Regions from separate parts of the Zea mays genome. Here regions 1 and 2 are each linked to region 3. A link is a contact called in public Hi-C data. All regions are on one chromosome and are shown on one strand. Each heading gives the region's core, a stretch centred on a gene start, on an enhancer-like site or on the middle of the called end of the contact. The rest is flanking DNA. Distances are from core to core; before and after follow the strand shown. Region 1 holds the start of LOC103652948 (RNA polymerase II C-terminal domain phosphatase-like 3). Region 2 has its middle 49 kb from the start of LOC100285107. Region 3 overlaps LOC103652949 (coiled-coil domain-containing protein SCD2).

Region 1 (2,700 bases), core at 28-2,527, 180 kb after region 3:
ACGCCTGCTGCATGAGGGGTTCAAGGATAGCCATCGGGCTCCCGTTCTCCAGTTCCTGGAACAGAGGCTTCAGGTTCTCGAAGCAGGTATGCAGTCGTGCGCATGCACCCTCGAACGACCTGCAACATGGCAGCGGTTACAACTGGTTTTCTCAGACACCTGAAACAAAGCCTTTGTTCAAGGAAAAACATGAAGCATATGCCCATATACTTCTCAGCTTCCTCAATGGAGACCATCTCGAGCTCCTCCAGTATACTCCCCACACGCTGATCAAGGTTCACCTCCTCTTCCTCAGCAGCTGGGACAGGCACAACACTGGCACTTCCATCGATAGCCACCGACTCTGACTTCTCCGGGGCGTCGGAGTCCAAATCGATGGTCTCAGGCTGCGCAGGAGCAGGCGAGGCCAAGGCCTCCACAGCCTCCCCCTCCTCAATCTCGCCCTCTTCCTTCTCTCCGTCGGAGACGTCCACGGCGTGCTCCACCTCGTCGTCGTCTGGGGCAGGCGGTTGTAGCCCCAGCGGCTTATTCCGCACGGCCTGCGACCACGCAAAGCTATTGAAGGCATAGCGAAAGTTCCGGGCCATGTAACCCACGGCGGGCGGGGCCACCCAAGACCTAGATCTCGGCCCCGCCGCCGCCGCCGCGCCGCCCAACGCCGACGACGAGTCCTTCTTGAAGTCGTCAGCCGTAATCTCCTCTATGGACCCCGAAGAGTCCCTATCCGACCCCTCGCCCCCGCCCCCGGCAGCAGTGACCAAATCTCCGCCCGCCGCAACCACCGCCGACCGCGGCTGCTCGCGCGCCATCAAGTCAACCAGCCTTTCCTCGTCCTTGGGCGTGACCGTCACGCGCATATGAGACCGCTCCTTCCTCCCCCCCTCCACCAACCACGCCAAAACTCCGTCACAAAAACTCCGGCGCCTAGGTCTCACCCGCGGCGCCCGAATCCGACGACCAGGTCCTCGATCTGCAGCGCTCGAGGCTCTGAACTGTATTCTGCCAGACAAATCGCGTAAATCGACAGCCGCAGCGCTGAAACCCGGCGGATCGGAGCGCACGCGCTGGGGGCAGGACGGAGGCAGCACGCGAGATTTGGGCGAAGAAAAGAGAGGATGAAGAGGAGAGGGGTGACGGGACGCATATGTAGAGCACGCCGGGTCGGATCCGGCCGTTGGGGTTTGAGTTGGACGGTGTCGATCCGGACACGTCTTGCCGGGGCTGTTCGCGTTGGCTGCACAGTCTATACAAGGCCACATACATGGACGACATGGCACAGCGCGGCTAGGCTGATGTCATGCTCTGGCTTATATTCCCCTGCCAGTCCTGCGGTCTGGATTATGCTTATGCCCTTGCTCTTTGCTTTGCATTTATCAGTTCATTTTGGTCATGTGCTTTCCTAGTGAATTGATATTTTGTTGGCTTCAGCTTTAAAATCAGTTTTAGGGCTAGTTTAGAAACTTACGTTCTCTACGGAATTCTCGGTGATTGAATAGAAAAATAGCTTATTTTTCTCTCAATCCACGAGAATCCTGGATAGAATTTAAGTTTTTCAAACTAGCCCTTATAGGTTTGAGAAAACATTTTTTAAGAAAAAGACAACACAAAGAATTGGAAGAAACTAGTATATTTTAGTTCCACCAAAAAAACTTTGACAACAAACGATGCTAAAACAGCTTTTAGAAACATCATGTCTCACCATGAATTTTCTAGAGAAATTAAAAACAGTTTTACGGTGCTAGGGCAGAAAGCCAGAAACCCTACCAAAAAGTCCCTCTCTTTGTTGAATATGTTGGGTACTTATTTTTTCAGATTGAACTTGTGTAACACTACTCGGCACTTCTTTTGTCCTCGTGGAATAGAGAAAAGTCTGTTTTCTAGCGAAACTCGATCTCGATAGTAAATTTGTTGCATCTTTAGTAGTGTATCTTTCTTACCCATGTTTGAAGAGCTATGGTGGCAAAATAGCTACACCAAACTTGTTATTATTGATTATTAGTTTAGAATTTGCTCCATATGCTCTATATGATTTAAATTGTTAAATTTATCTAAACCAAACTAACCACATGCCAAGTAAATAGAGGCACAAAAATATTATACCAAAAATTACTCGTCACGTTATTGGCACGGCCACATTGGAATATTGGATATAATTAACCCAAATAATTTTTTAGGTTTTGACTCTACCTAATTCATTCTGGCATGGATTGTAGTTCCAACAGAGAACATCATTAAGCACTCGCTCTCGGAGGCCATTAGGAGCATGTATCATTCTCAACGATGTTGGTGTGCAACAACGCGAACTATGGATATTGTCTCCCGTGGAAAATAAGCTACACTATGTATTAGAATATCTACTATATCTAAATAAGATAACATGTGAGTAGAGAATTGTATATCATTATCACTAAACGTGCAACGAAGTAAAAGAAAAGTGTGATGATATAATGGAAATAGCCATGGGTCATTGCATACCAATACCAACATATTTACTCATGCTTTTTAAGTTTGTTGTTAATCAACATCGTAGCAATAATAGCAGTATCTCCACAATATCAACACGTCCAAGGATGAAATACCACAACTTCAGTGTGCTAGCATAGCACACACAGTGAGATAAATGTAGATCGTGTCTTAGGCTCTTGCAATCTTAAGTGGAGAGGCAACAAGTAAAATGAGTCTCCACTAGCATGTTAGCTC
Region 2 (2,700 bases), core at 24-2,523, 190 kb before region 3:
GAGGAAAGTGAGAAGTCCAATAGACTTTAGAAAATTTGGAGACTTGGCAAAATTAGGATGTGTATCATGGGATACATCATATCACATCAAGTTTATTGCCAAGTGGGTTAGTGAAAATTATGGACCCAATCTCTCCACCCATATTTAGGTAGCTAGATTTATCATGCCATATTTTTTATATGTGTATCTTTATTTAAGCATCTAGTTTACCTTTATGCCTAGTATTGCTTTTAATTGTTATGTTCTTAAATTGGTATTAAATTGAATATCATATATTATATACTTTTAATTATTATTTGTTTTCAATTGATAAACATGCATATACTAGGAACATTATTGGTAGGATTGCTCGATTTAAACTAATACTCTTGGAGCAAAACCTATATAGTCTAAAATGTTAAATAAAGCATGACACATAGGTTGTTTAAAATTCCTAAACAAACGATATATGTTTCTGTTTTCAATTGGTATCTCGTTTAAGTTCCATAAATTTTTAATTGATATTGTTTTGAATTACATGTATCAAAATTTAAATTGTAGATAATTTACCTTTACGTATCACCTAAGGTAATGCTCACGTGACATTATCCTTTCAAGTGGTTTCTTGACCTTAAAGTTCAAAGTACATGTCTCCTGCAAGTATTGAAAACTTGTAAGCACACTTTTAAGGGGAGTTTACTCTATAGTTTATTATCTTTGAAACTAACATAATTTCTAACATTATTATGTATGTAGTAGTTTCATTGAAGACAAATAGAATCTTCGAAGAAAGACGATACGCTTCCACTGCAAATCGATATCATATTGTGATTGATATCGAAATCGATATCAAAACCTCAACGTTATTTGCTTGATTTCTTCATTTATACTAAAATAACATGACATATTTCTTTCACCCTACGTACCAAACTACTCCCTCCAGTTCCGAACTAAAAGTCGTTTTGGATAAGGTTTGAGTCGAACTTATAAAACTCTGACTACAAATAACCATTTTGTTATTTCGTTTTGAAATCTAATAGTCATATGTACCGATTTACCTTTAAAAGTACTTTTACAAAAAATATAAATGTATTAAGAGTTTATGTGTATTTTAATAATAAAACATTGGTTAAAGCTATACTGTGGAGAACAACTTGAGGTGGTCGGGCCATTCAGATTCGCTACCATCGGGGTCAGGGACCGGCCGGAAGAAGCAGGGGTCAGGTGCCCGGCGAGGCGGCGACTGGCTAGTTAAAAGGGAGGGCGAGAAGTTGGGCCTCACGGCGCAGTGCACAGGCCCAGTTAGAAATATCCAACGGGCCAACAGCTACGGTGCAACAACAACTGCGAGATGGGCCTCACACGACAACCCGAGTCACCCGATCAATGAAAAAGAAAACCTGTTTTTTTTTCTTTCTTACCTTAGTTCGTTCGTTCGAAACAAAGGTGTAGACTGTTGCTTGAAACTTTTTTTTTTTTGTAGCATGAACAGAAACTCCGAGAGGCATCAAATTCCGACACGTGGCTTGAGGACTTTGAGGAGTCAACGAATTCAATAGGCTCGCTCTCTGCATGCATCCCACCCACCGCCGTATCTGCCGGAACTTGGAAACGGCATGGCGCTCATGCGTGGATCGTAGGCCACAGCTCGCTCGAACTCGGCCGCCGCGCTCATCGCTGCTGCCATGATCCATGGCCCCCCGTCTCTTCTGCTGCCTCTGCTCCCTTGACACTCCTGTAATAAAACCTCATGGCCAGCCATCATTGTCCAACGCTGTGTAGAAAGACGGCCATCAGCCCATCACATGCCATGCCAGCCTTTTCCTTCCGTGGAATAATCGATGGCCGAGAAGAACACCTTTTAACTGAACAATGCCTGAGAGGGATGATGGGCATGGAGTGGACTGGAACTGGAACTGGATCGCACTCACTCAGCTCAGCTCAGCTCAGCTGGGCTTCCATACGAACCGACGAACGTGAATCAGAATCACAACCGACGGGCTCTCGATCTCTCATGGTGCTGGTGCCCCCACCGTACCCCTTCCAGGTGCTGTTCTGCGTTGCATTTACAGGTGTTCATCTCGGCCGCTCGCTAGCTCCCACGGCGCCGTCCATAGCTTTTCTTCGGCATCATTGCTTGCCGTTTCCTCAAATCCCGCAACTCCTCACGGCAACGCCATAAGACCATGCTCCAGGTTTTCCAGCTATATACGTATATCACATTGCTACTCGCTAACACTTTGGTGTTTGGTTCTTGTTTGTAACGCGACCTCAATATGGATAGGTAACTAATACGGCTACACCTGTTTGTTTGCGTAGAGCTGTAATCACATTACACGTAAACGAATACTGTTTGTTTGTTTGCTTAGGCCTCCATATTTCGTTCAACCTCGCGCTCTCACCTCCCGCCACCGCCACACACCGGGAGAGTGCGAATAAGGTTTTTGGGAAGCGTTCTCACGCGTCTGCTCGCGATCTTCTGACGTCGTCGACCCTGTTGATTCTGGTGATCATCAACCCCGCTGCTTCGACGTCGTCGATCCTGCTGATTCCGGCCCGCGCCATATATCAGTATGTCTGATCAGTACGCATCATCTAATTTGATTTTTTTTACTTCAGTTCTTCTGATTTGGTCATGATTTATATTCGGAATTTAATCTGGAAATTGTCTAATTATTCAACACCCCTCACACACAGCTCCGGCTCCCCTCCCGCCTACCC
Region 3 (2,700 bases), core at 185-2,684:
TAATTTTGATCAGAAGTTGCAGATGAAGTTATGATGCTAGACTCTGTAGATGCTAGTCTAGTGATACCCCCGGTCATCTTCCTGTGGATGGATGTCTATGTTTCGCTGTACTTTGATGAATAAAGGTTAAGACATTATGTCTGTTTGAAGTGTAATATGTTAATATACTCGTTATTTATGCTTTTATGCATTGTTCTTTTGATATATTACACTTGTGACGTCAACATATGTGTGGAAATAGATCCTGGCACACATATGCTATGCACCCGGCTCTGCCCTTTGGAAACGGGTGTGACATTGGCGTAAATAATACATGTGGTAGGCATAAAACACAATAATCGAAAAGAAAATTGCGCCGGATCGGAGGATGTCACGCGCGATCATCGTTGCGCGCATCTCGGGCCTTCCGTGACACCGCTCGCTCGAACATTGCGCCTCATGCGTCGCCGTCGCTACTCGCACGTCGACGGGCGTCGCTTGCTCGTCGGCCTTGGAAGTGCCGCCTCCTCGGGACCTCGAGGACGCCGCCGCTTGCCCGCACAAGGGCCCCGCTGTCGCTCGCCCTTTGGATCGGGGAGCCGCCGCCACAGACCTGGGAACCGCCGCCACTACTCCGGATCGAGGAACCTCCGCCACCGCGCGTCGAGGTCATGGAGTTGCGGCCACCGGCTGGGGGTCCACCGCGGCGCACGCTCTGGGGCAACCGCCATCGTCGCACGCGGCGTCGCTAATGAATCGGGGTGGAGCGTAAAAAACTGAACCCTAGCACTCCGGGTCCTGTTTTATAGACGTCCGGATGTGGTCCGGCTCGACCGGATTGCACCGTCCGACCTGGGCTTCCTCTAGTTATTGGAAACACAGGCCTCCTAATATATATATATATATATATATATATATATATATATATATATATATATATATATATATATATATATATATATATATATATATATATAATAATCCGCCATGCACGCACACATTTCCGGGCAGAACATGACACGCACGGCACGGGAATATACAAAACCCCAGCCGAAAGCAACGACACGTAGTTAGCTGGGACCTACAGTTTGGTTCTGACTTGTGAAAGAGAGCTGTCACAAGCTAGCTGAACACTAGAGGAATTAGGCCGGCTTAGCTCACTGCTAATGCGGCTAGATTGAAGAATCGATCGGACCGGTCGTCGACGTCGACCGATCGCACAGGAAAAGGGCATGCACACGCACGTTGTGTATATATGCGCGCCTGTGATTCAGAAACAAATTGACGTCGAAGTACTGAGATGATGTGCCTCTCGTGATTTTCTAGGTGCGTTTGACTGTCTGCATCGCCATGTAATGTTGGATAGGTGCTGCACAGTATAGCTAATAGCTATACCCTAACGTTGCAGCTCGCTCGTCGCTGTCTGATGGGTCTAAAAACTCGCTGGACCCAAAACTGCACCTGTATGCAAGCGGCCGGCTGCATGATCTGACAGCCAAACAGGACGAGGGCCTCGTTGGGCTCAGTTTTATCTGGGCCTTTTATTTTCTGCCGGGTTCGTTTTCTTCTTCTTCCTTGAACAGAGGTTGTTTTTCTTTTTTTAGCTCTGGTACAACACGCTCACTGATTGCTTGATGCTTGCTGATAGAAAAATCGAGTGTTGCTTCAATGCCCTTCATGTGGCCTCAGACTCAGAGTCCAGGACATGTATATGGCATGTTCCTCTGTTGTTGGACTGCATGCCGTGTAACGGTACCTATACATGCAGAGTCGGCTGACCAGCCATTCTTCTATCTATCGCGCCTTTTCGCCGTGCGCATCAACACACTCTCCGTTGCACACCTCAAGCTGCCTTTTACAAACAACAAAAGCGGGGGGTGGAAGTTATGTACATCGGGGAGAGTCAGTGAACTGTTTGTGACAAAGCTGAAAAACCAAAACCACAAAAAATGTTTACATGTCCCAGTTATCTGTATGATATACAAATATATGGCTGGAGCCTGGACTGCATTTGGGTGGGAGATGGCCACCGTCGTCCGCTCAGGCTGTTACTGTTAGGTCAGGTCCTCGACATCAGATGGACTGTCTTTGGCAAGGTTCGCCTCGTGGCGGGAGAGCTCCCACAGGAGCTGCTCGATGCCAAGCTTCCTCAGCTCGTGTATGCCTTGCTCAACTGCGAGAACAATGCCCAAGGTATATAAGTCATCTCCGGACTGATTTTCACGGCCAGCAATCACCGTCGTGGCTTCTTCAAAGTTCAGTGTGGCAACAGCCTCAAGCATACTACAAGAAAGCAGTCAGAAGAAAAGAAATTATACCATCCACAGCGTCATGTGACGTTGGTTGCTGGCCGTGTCGATCGATCCACATGTGCAATCGCTCCTCGGCAATATCTTCTTCCACGTTGTTGGTCTTAGCCCTCCTCCAGAAAAATATGAGCCAAGCCTGGGTCGCGGCACCAGAGTTGACGGCCACCACATAAGAACATTGGCGTTTACATAATGAATTTTATCAGTAACTTCGCACAGAATTAACCAACTTGCTGGTTTAAGTCAGAGTCTCAGAGTAAAAAAAAAGGAACGGGGACGGTACCTGCTTGAACTGTACATCTTCTTCCTCCTCCTTGCTTAGGTCTGCACAACTCAGATTAAGTATGGTCATGGATTTGTAGAGTTCCCCAGCAGGACAAACATGGCACTGGGTGATACTACAGCTAACCAG

The links. A called contact is a pair of places that touch in the nucleus more often than the background predicts.
Region 1: a contact with region 3 is called in a Hi-C map of leaf, with 4 times the contacts expected there. The contact joins the promoter of LOC103652948 here to the enhancer-like site in region 3. A contact is called at or near these places in 4 of 25 Hi-C or Micro-C datasets (leaf and tassel).
Region 2: a Hi-C map of tassel shows a contact between it and region 3, with 4 times the contacts expected there. The contact joins two enhancer-like sites. A contact is called at or near these places in 4 of 25 Hi-C or Micro-C datasets (bundle sheath, ear, leaf and 1 more).

What each region holds. Positions count from the first base shown.
Region 1 is chr4:24,261,659-24,264,358 of Zm-B73-REFERENCE-NAM-5.0, reverse strand. It overlaps LOC103652948 (RNA polymerase II C-terminal domain phosphatase-like 3), which reads right to left and starts at 1,277. Exons shown (of 11, transcript XM_008679934.3): 1 at 211-1,277; 2 at 1-119. The coding sequence starts at 1,259.
Region 2 is chr4:24,636,669-24,639,368 of Zm-B73-REFERENCE-NAM-5.0, reverse strand. No RefSeq gene overlaps it. Among protein-coding and RNA genes, the nearest start is that of LOC100285107, 49 kb to the right of the region's middle. Within about 2 kb of position 1,273, at least 17 of the 20 cell types and tissues checked have an H3K27ac peak or open chromatin away from gene starts, as enhancers often do. A contact at or near this core is called in bundle sheath, ear, leaf and 1 more, where this site is marked.
Region 3 is chr4:24,442,500-24,445,199 of Zm-B73-REFERENCE-NAM-5.0, reverse strand. It overlaps LOC103652949 (coiled-coil domain-containing protein SCD2), which reads right to left. Exons shown (of 16, transcript XM_020552484.2): 14 at 2,572-2,612; 15 at 2,298-2,424; 16 at 1,814-2,152. The coding sequence ends at 2,034. Among protein-coding and RNA genes, the nearest start is that of LOC103655158, 8.6 kb to the left of the region's middle. Within about 2 kb of position 1,434, at least 18 of the 20 cell types and tissues checked have an H3K27ac peak or open chromatin away from gene starts, as enhancers often do. A contact at or near this core is called in bundle sheath, ear, leaf and 1 more, where this site is marked.